2 separate regions of the Pogona vitticeps genome follow, and region 1 is linked to region 2. The links are chromatin contacts, called in public Hi-C maps. All regions are on one chromosome and are shown on one strand. The core of a region is the stretch at or near the end of the contact, and the rest is flanking DNA. Distances in the headings are between cores, read along the strand shown. Region 1 holds the start of DNAI7 (dynein axonemal intermediate chain 7). Region 2 holds the start of CMAS (cytidine monophosphate N-acetylneuraminic acid synthetase).

Region 1 (2,700 bases), core at 105-2,604, 380 kb after region 2:
GTGGCAGCACATGAGCGCATGCAAATGCTAGACACGGAGTCCCACATATGCGGAAAGCAGCATCGTTTGATCAGAGGCTTCTCTGGGGAAATGTTTATAATTTCTGCACCTTTATCCCTGCCCAGTACCCCTAGGACATGAAGCTGGTGTATGTAGGCAAATGTAGCAGATTTAGTGAGAGAAACTGGAGAGTCTCGGGTTCAAATTCTCACTGGACAATTTGGGGCCAGTAAACACATGTGGTCAAGGTCTATCCTACCTCACAGGCTTGTTGTGAGGATAATATGGATGAGAGTACGAGACCTTCGATTCTGAGCATTCTTGGAGGAAAAGCAGGATGAAATTATGATGCTAGTCCAGACCTGGGCAAAGTGTGGCCCGAGGGCCACATACGGCCCTCGAGCCGCTCCTGTCCAGCCCGCCGGACATCAAAACCATTTATAGCTTTTTGTCTAAAGTTGATCAGTTGCTTATCTTTAACATACCGCAAAAAACCTCTTTAGTACTTGTGAAGATTAACAAGTTTAAAATAAAAACAATCATAACATCACTGTTTCATTTTAGTTTTAAGTAAAGTTGGTTCGGCCCCCGAACAGAGTTCAGATTTAATAGAAATTAATTGTCTACCCCTATGGCTAGTCCATAAAATACAGTTTGAATTTATAAACTTGGAGAGTGGGAGTGGATACGTCACTTGATCTGCCCAACTCCACTGAACATTTTGCAGCAAAATTTAATTGACTTAAAAAAACCTCAAATAAGTATATTTATCTTCACAGAATTTAAAACCTTAAAAGAAAAACTTATTTCACTGAAAGGTAAACGACACCGAATTTAAAACCCACAGTTTTGCAGGCAATAAAATGCAAGCATGCAAACTGTCTTGGGAACATAGCTTGCTAAATAAATAAATAAATAAATAAATAAATAAATAAATAAATAAATAAATAAATAAATAAATAAATAAATAAATAAATATGGAAGCAGGCAATAAAATGACGCAACCTAGCAAGAATTGCAAATGCAAATTTATGCAAATTTATAGGGGGGAGGGGAGACAGGATAGATCAGAGGCGTCTCACCATCTCGCCGCCTCCAGATAAGAGATGGACCAAAAGTTGTTTACAGCTCCCGCCCCTCGGTTTCCCCGGCAACGAGCCCCGCCCACTCGCTTCTCCCTCCGCCCCCTCGGGGTGGGTTTAAAGTCCTCCATAAAGAGGAAAGGAACAAAACTGCACATATACACTTCCGGTTCCGAAATAAACTCCTGAGAGGCCTTTGAAAGTCACCGTGAAAAGATAAAAATTTCTTTGACCTTTCTAAAAGGTCAATCGATGAACTTCTCCCGCTCCAAAAAAAAAAAAATTTCCGGACAGGCCTAACAAGGCGGGGACACGTGGAACTGAAGTTTGTGTAAATCACGTGTCTGTTGCTCTGCAGGGGGTGGTCAAATGTAATCCGGAAGTAACGCTTAGACTTTAGCCGTAGACTTCGCCCCTAGAATCAATCTAGATCATTGTTCCACGCATGCGCAGCAGCCCCCTCCCTTGCGCGAGCCTGTTACAAGTTGGGGCACAGTTCTTTTGTCTCCCACATACATTTCCGAGTTGTTTTCGACGACTTGGCTTTTTCCCTTTAGAGACGTAGAAACTGAAAACTACTTTGCAGGAGAGACAGTGGTGAAAGCCGAGACTTTCCTATGGCATTGATTTTGCAGCAGTGGGTCAGAGGAAGAAGGCTTCACTCTTGCACATGCACATCTCTTGTTGGCAGGGGGGGGGGACATGTGGACGGAGGGGGCCGTGGAGGGAGAGGGCAGTTTTTTCCCCCAGAACAACCTTCCTGCAGTGTAGTTCAACCCTCCTCTTGCACGGTCGAAAAAGAAAGCTTGGAGCTGAGCTTGAGGCAGATCGGGACCCGCTGCAACCCGAAGCCGGGATAGAGAGAGCGGCATGCAGGACGGCGCCTTAACACCAGGCGGGCTCGCGTGCACCCTAGAGGGCGCGACCCCCATGGAAATCAAGGGCATGGACTCCCCTTCGGGAAGCGAACGTTCAGTTAAGCCGGCCAGGAGCCACAGAGAGCAAGGAGAGGCCCCGAGATCTGGGTGGTGGCGGTGGTGGTGGTGGCTGGACTGCAACTCCCAGGATTCCTCGGGGCAGCTGCAGGGAATTCTGGGAGCTATAGTCTAAAAAGAGTTCTCGCCATGTCTCCAACCTGTAGAAGGGTAGTACTCTTAACTTTTGTATATCTCTAGCTGCCTTAAACTCGTGCGCAGCCGTACTAGTGGCATTGGAACCTTCTACCCTCGAATTCGGCGCAGGCGCAGTCATCACCCACCGCCCCTCTTGTCTCTGATCAGCTGGGAAGGTCGGAAGTCGTTGTCAAAAAATCATGGACGGCAAAGGTACTTCGTGCTTAACCTCTAATGTTACTCTGGCTGTAGGGACTTGGGTATGGCTGGCCGAGGGAGAGGGCGCTCCTCCACCTTGTCATCTCTTCCAGGGTTTGGGAGAAGTTCCTTTTTTTTAAAAAAACAACTACAACATCCAGAATCCCCCAGCCTGTGATGGGATTTGTAGTCCAAAAGAGGGGGGAAAAGGATTTTCTCTCTCTCTCTCTCTCTCTCTCTCTCTCACACACACACACACACACACACACACACACACACACACACACACACACACACAAGCTGTCATC
Region 2 (2,700 bases), core at 193-2,692:
GAAAGAATGGAGTTGAAAAAACTAAGATCATGGCCACGGGTCCCATCGCCTCCTGGCAAATAGAAGGGGAAGATATGGAGGGAATGACAGATTTTACTTTCTTGGGCTCCATGATCACTGCAGATGGTGACAGCAGCCATGAAATCAAAAAGATGCCTTCTTGGGAGGAAAGTGATGACAAACCTCGACAGCATCTTGAAAAGCAGAGACAGCACCTTACCAACAAAGATCCGCATAGAAGGCTGACCGCTGAAGAATTGATGCTTTTGAATTGTGGTGCTGGAGGAGACTCTTGAGAGTCCCCTGGACTGCAAGGAGAACATTTTGGAGGAAATCAACCCTGAGTGCCCACTGGAAGGACAGATCCTGAAGCTGAGGCTCCAATATTTTGGCCATCTCATGAGAAGAGAAGACTCCTTGGAAAAGACCCTGATGTTGGGGAAGTGTGAAGGCAAGAGGAGAAGGGGACGACAGAGGACGAGATGGTTGGAGAGTGTCATCGAAGCAACCAACATGAATTTGACCCAACTCTGGGAGGCAGTGGAAGACAGGAGGTCCTGGCGTGCTCTGGTCCATGGGGTCACGAAGAGTTGGACGCGACTTAACAACTAAACACCAAAAATAAATATGTGCCATGTATTACCTCCTGCACTTATCTTTGACGAAGTGGGCTTGTCTACAAAAGCTCACATTAAAAAATATAAAAGTTATTCTTGAAGGTGCCACGTTTTCTTTTTGTCTTTTTACTTTTTTTCCTTTCACCTATAATGCTTGCAGATTAACACAGCTAAACCATGTGATTTTAATCCAAACTGTAGCACTTTTTCTAAAAAACCATAAACTACCCTGCAAAGTTCAGGCATTTCCTCTGCAGTGACCAGCCTGGTGAAAACTCATGCAAAGTCAAAAGCTAGTTTAGATTCGTGTATGACCATCCAGACGTTAACGGACTGGACCTCCCTGACATCCCCTCCCTATAAGCTAGGCCGACTGGGACTCATGGGAGTTGTAATCCGAGTACTGGAGGGCAGTATTTTACCCTTCCTTAGAAGAAAGACTCAGAGCCTTAAAACACAGGCACACCTATACGCCCCGGAAGTTCAGACTGCAAACAAAAGAACGATTCCCCCTTTGAAAAAAGGGGCGGGGTCGGGAGACCGAGACTCGCGCATGCGCACACCTCTGGAAGACGCCAGAATCCACGGCTGCCCTCAGCACCCAGCCAATGAGCGGGACCCCAGCCAGGAGCTTAATGTTCTTCAGCGGGATTCCTTTGCTGCCCCCGCGGGCCAGAATCAGCGCCGCCATGTGGGGAGGCGTCCGCTCGGCGTCTCCCGAGAGCCCGCAAGAGGCCCTCGGAGAAGCGCCAGCAGCAGGTCCGGCGGCAGCCATTGTCCTCTGAGAGAAAAATTCCCGCCCTGCCACGTCTAGGCCTGACGCCGTCACGCGGCGGCGGCGGCGGCCGAACTGACGTACTCGCAAAGCATGCTGGGAGGTGTAGTTTTTTTAAGGGCCGAATGGAGGGCGCCTCCCTTGCAAGGCTTCCTGGGATTGGTAGTTCGTGGGCGGAGAGGGCGACGTCGCGCTTGTTAGGGGTTGATGGGTAGTGTAGTTTTTTTTGTTTTGGTCTTAGGAAAGGGAAGTGGAAGAATTCTTCAGGGATTGTGGGAACTGCAGTGGGGAGGGGAAATGGGGTGTAAAAGGAGAAGCAAGGAAAAAATGAGAGGAAGGAAAGGGAAAGGAAGGGATAGCGCGGCCCTTTCTTCATTTAGTATCTGTTGGTTCTAAATGAAGATTTTAATATAATGCAGATATAAAGAATCTTTATTAGTACCAAGCAAAATGTGTCACAAGTGTGCAAGCTTCTGAGTTCTGCAGAACTCTTTGTCGGGGGTGCGGGGGACAAGAGATGGAGGAAAAGATGGTGCAGATATCACAACTATCATTTATTTGGTTTTCCTGGACTGGAGCTTGTTATATTCAGAAGCAGGTCCCTTTTTTATCCTTGGTTGACACATCCTAGACAGACAGACACACACACACACACACACACAAAGTGCATAAACAAACATAAAAGTAAGGCCACCGTTTTACATTTATCTTTCTTCTGAGGAGTACGGCTTTTATTTGTCGGATCTGAATGCTCAATCTGGCTCCAGAAGGCTGTCAAGAATATAAACAAGACTATACTTTGGAACTCCTTCCCACTGGAGACCAGGCTGGCCCCATCTTTGCTGTCCTTTCACAAGCAGGGGAAATCCTTTCTCTTCAGGCAGGCTTGAATATGAAGTGGACTCGATCTATGTAAACTCACATTAAAATATTGTCCTTAGTCTTTACGGTGGGACAAGGCTTTTGGCTTTTAAAAATTTCCCCCCTTTGGATTTGTCTAACGTGTTTATTAAAGACATTTATGCGTCTACATTTCTAGCAACGGGAGAGCCAGCGTGGTGTACTGAATAAATTGTCAGACAAGGAGATCTGGGTTCAAACCCCAGCAAAGCTATGCAAACTCACTATGGGGTTACAATGGGAAACCACTCCTTCAACACCTGAAAACCCTGTCAGTTTCAGCATGGGTTGGAAATCACTTGACAGGGACTTAATACAAGGCTGCAGGAGGAGTCAATGGGGAGTGAAGCATCAGGCTGGGAGCCGCTTGTCCTGAAGGAGACAGACAGCACATGGTTAATTTCTTGG

What was found. Hi-C and Micro-C count contacts between places; a contact is called where the count stands out from the background.
Region 1: a Hi-C map of muscle shows a contact between it and region 2, with 5 times the contacts expected there. The contact joins the promoter of DNAI7 here to the promoter of CMAS in region 2. A contact is called at or near these places in 2 of 2 Hi-C or Micro-C datasets (blood and muscle).

What each region holds. Positions count from the first base shown.
Region 1 is chr5:187,115,721-187,118,420 of PviZW2.1, forward strand. DNAI7 (dynein axonemal intermediate chain 7) reads right to left here and starts at 1,355. Exons shown (of 15, transcript XM_020801069.3): 1 at 1,083-1,355. The coding sequence starts at 1,085. ETFRF1 (electron transfer flavoprotein regulatory factor 1) reads left to right here and starts at 2,250. Exons shown (of 3, transcript XM_020801023.3): 1 at 2,250-2,407.
Region 2 is chr5:186,735,248-186,737,947 of PviZW2.1, forward strand. CMAS (cytidine monophosphate N-acetylneuraminic acid synthetase) reads right to left here and starts at 1,443. Exons shown (of 8, transcript XM_020815222.3): 1 at 1,181-1,443. The coding sequence starts at 1,392.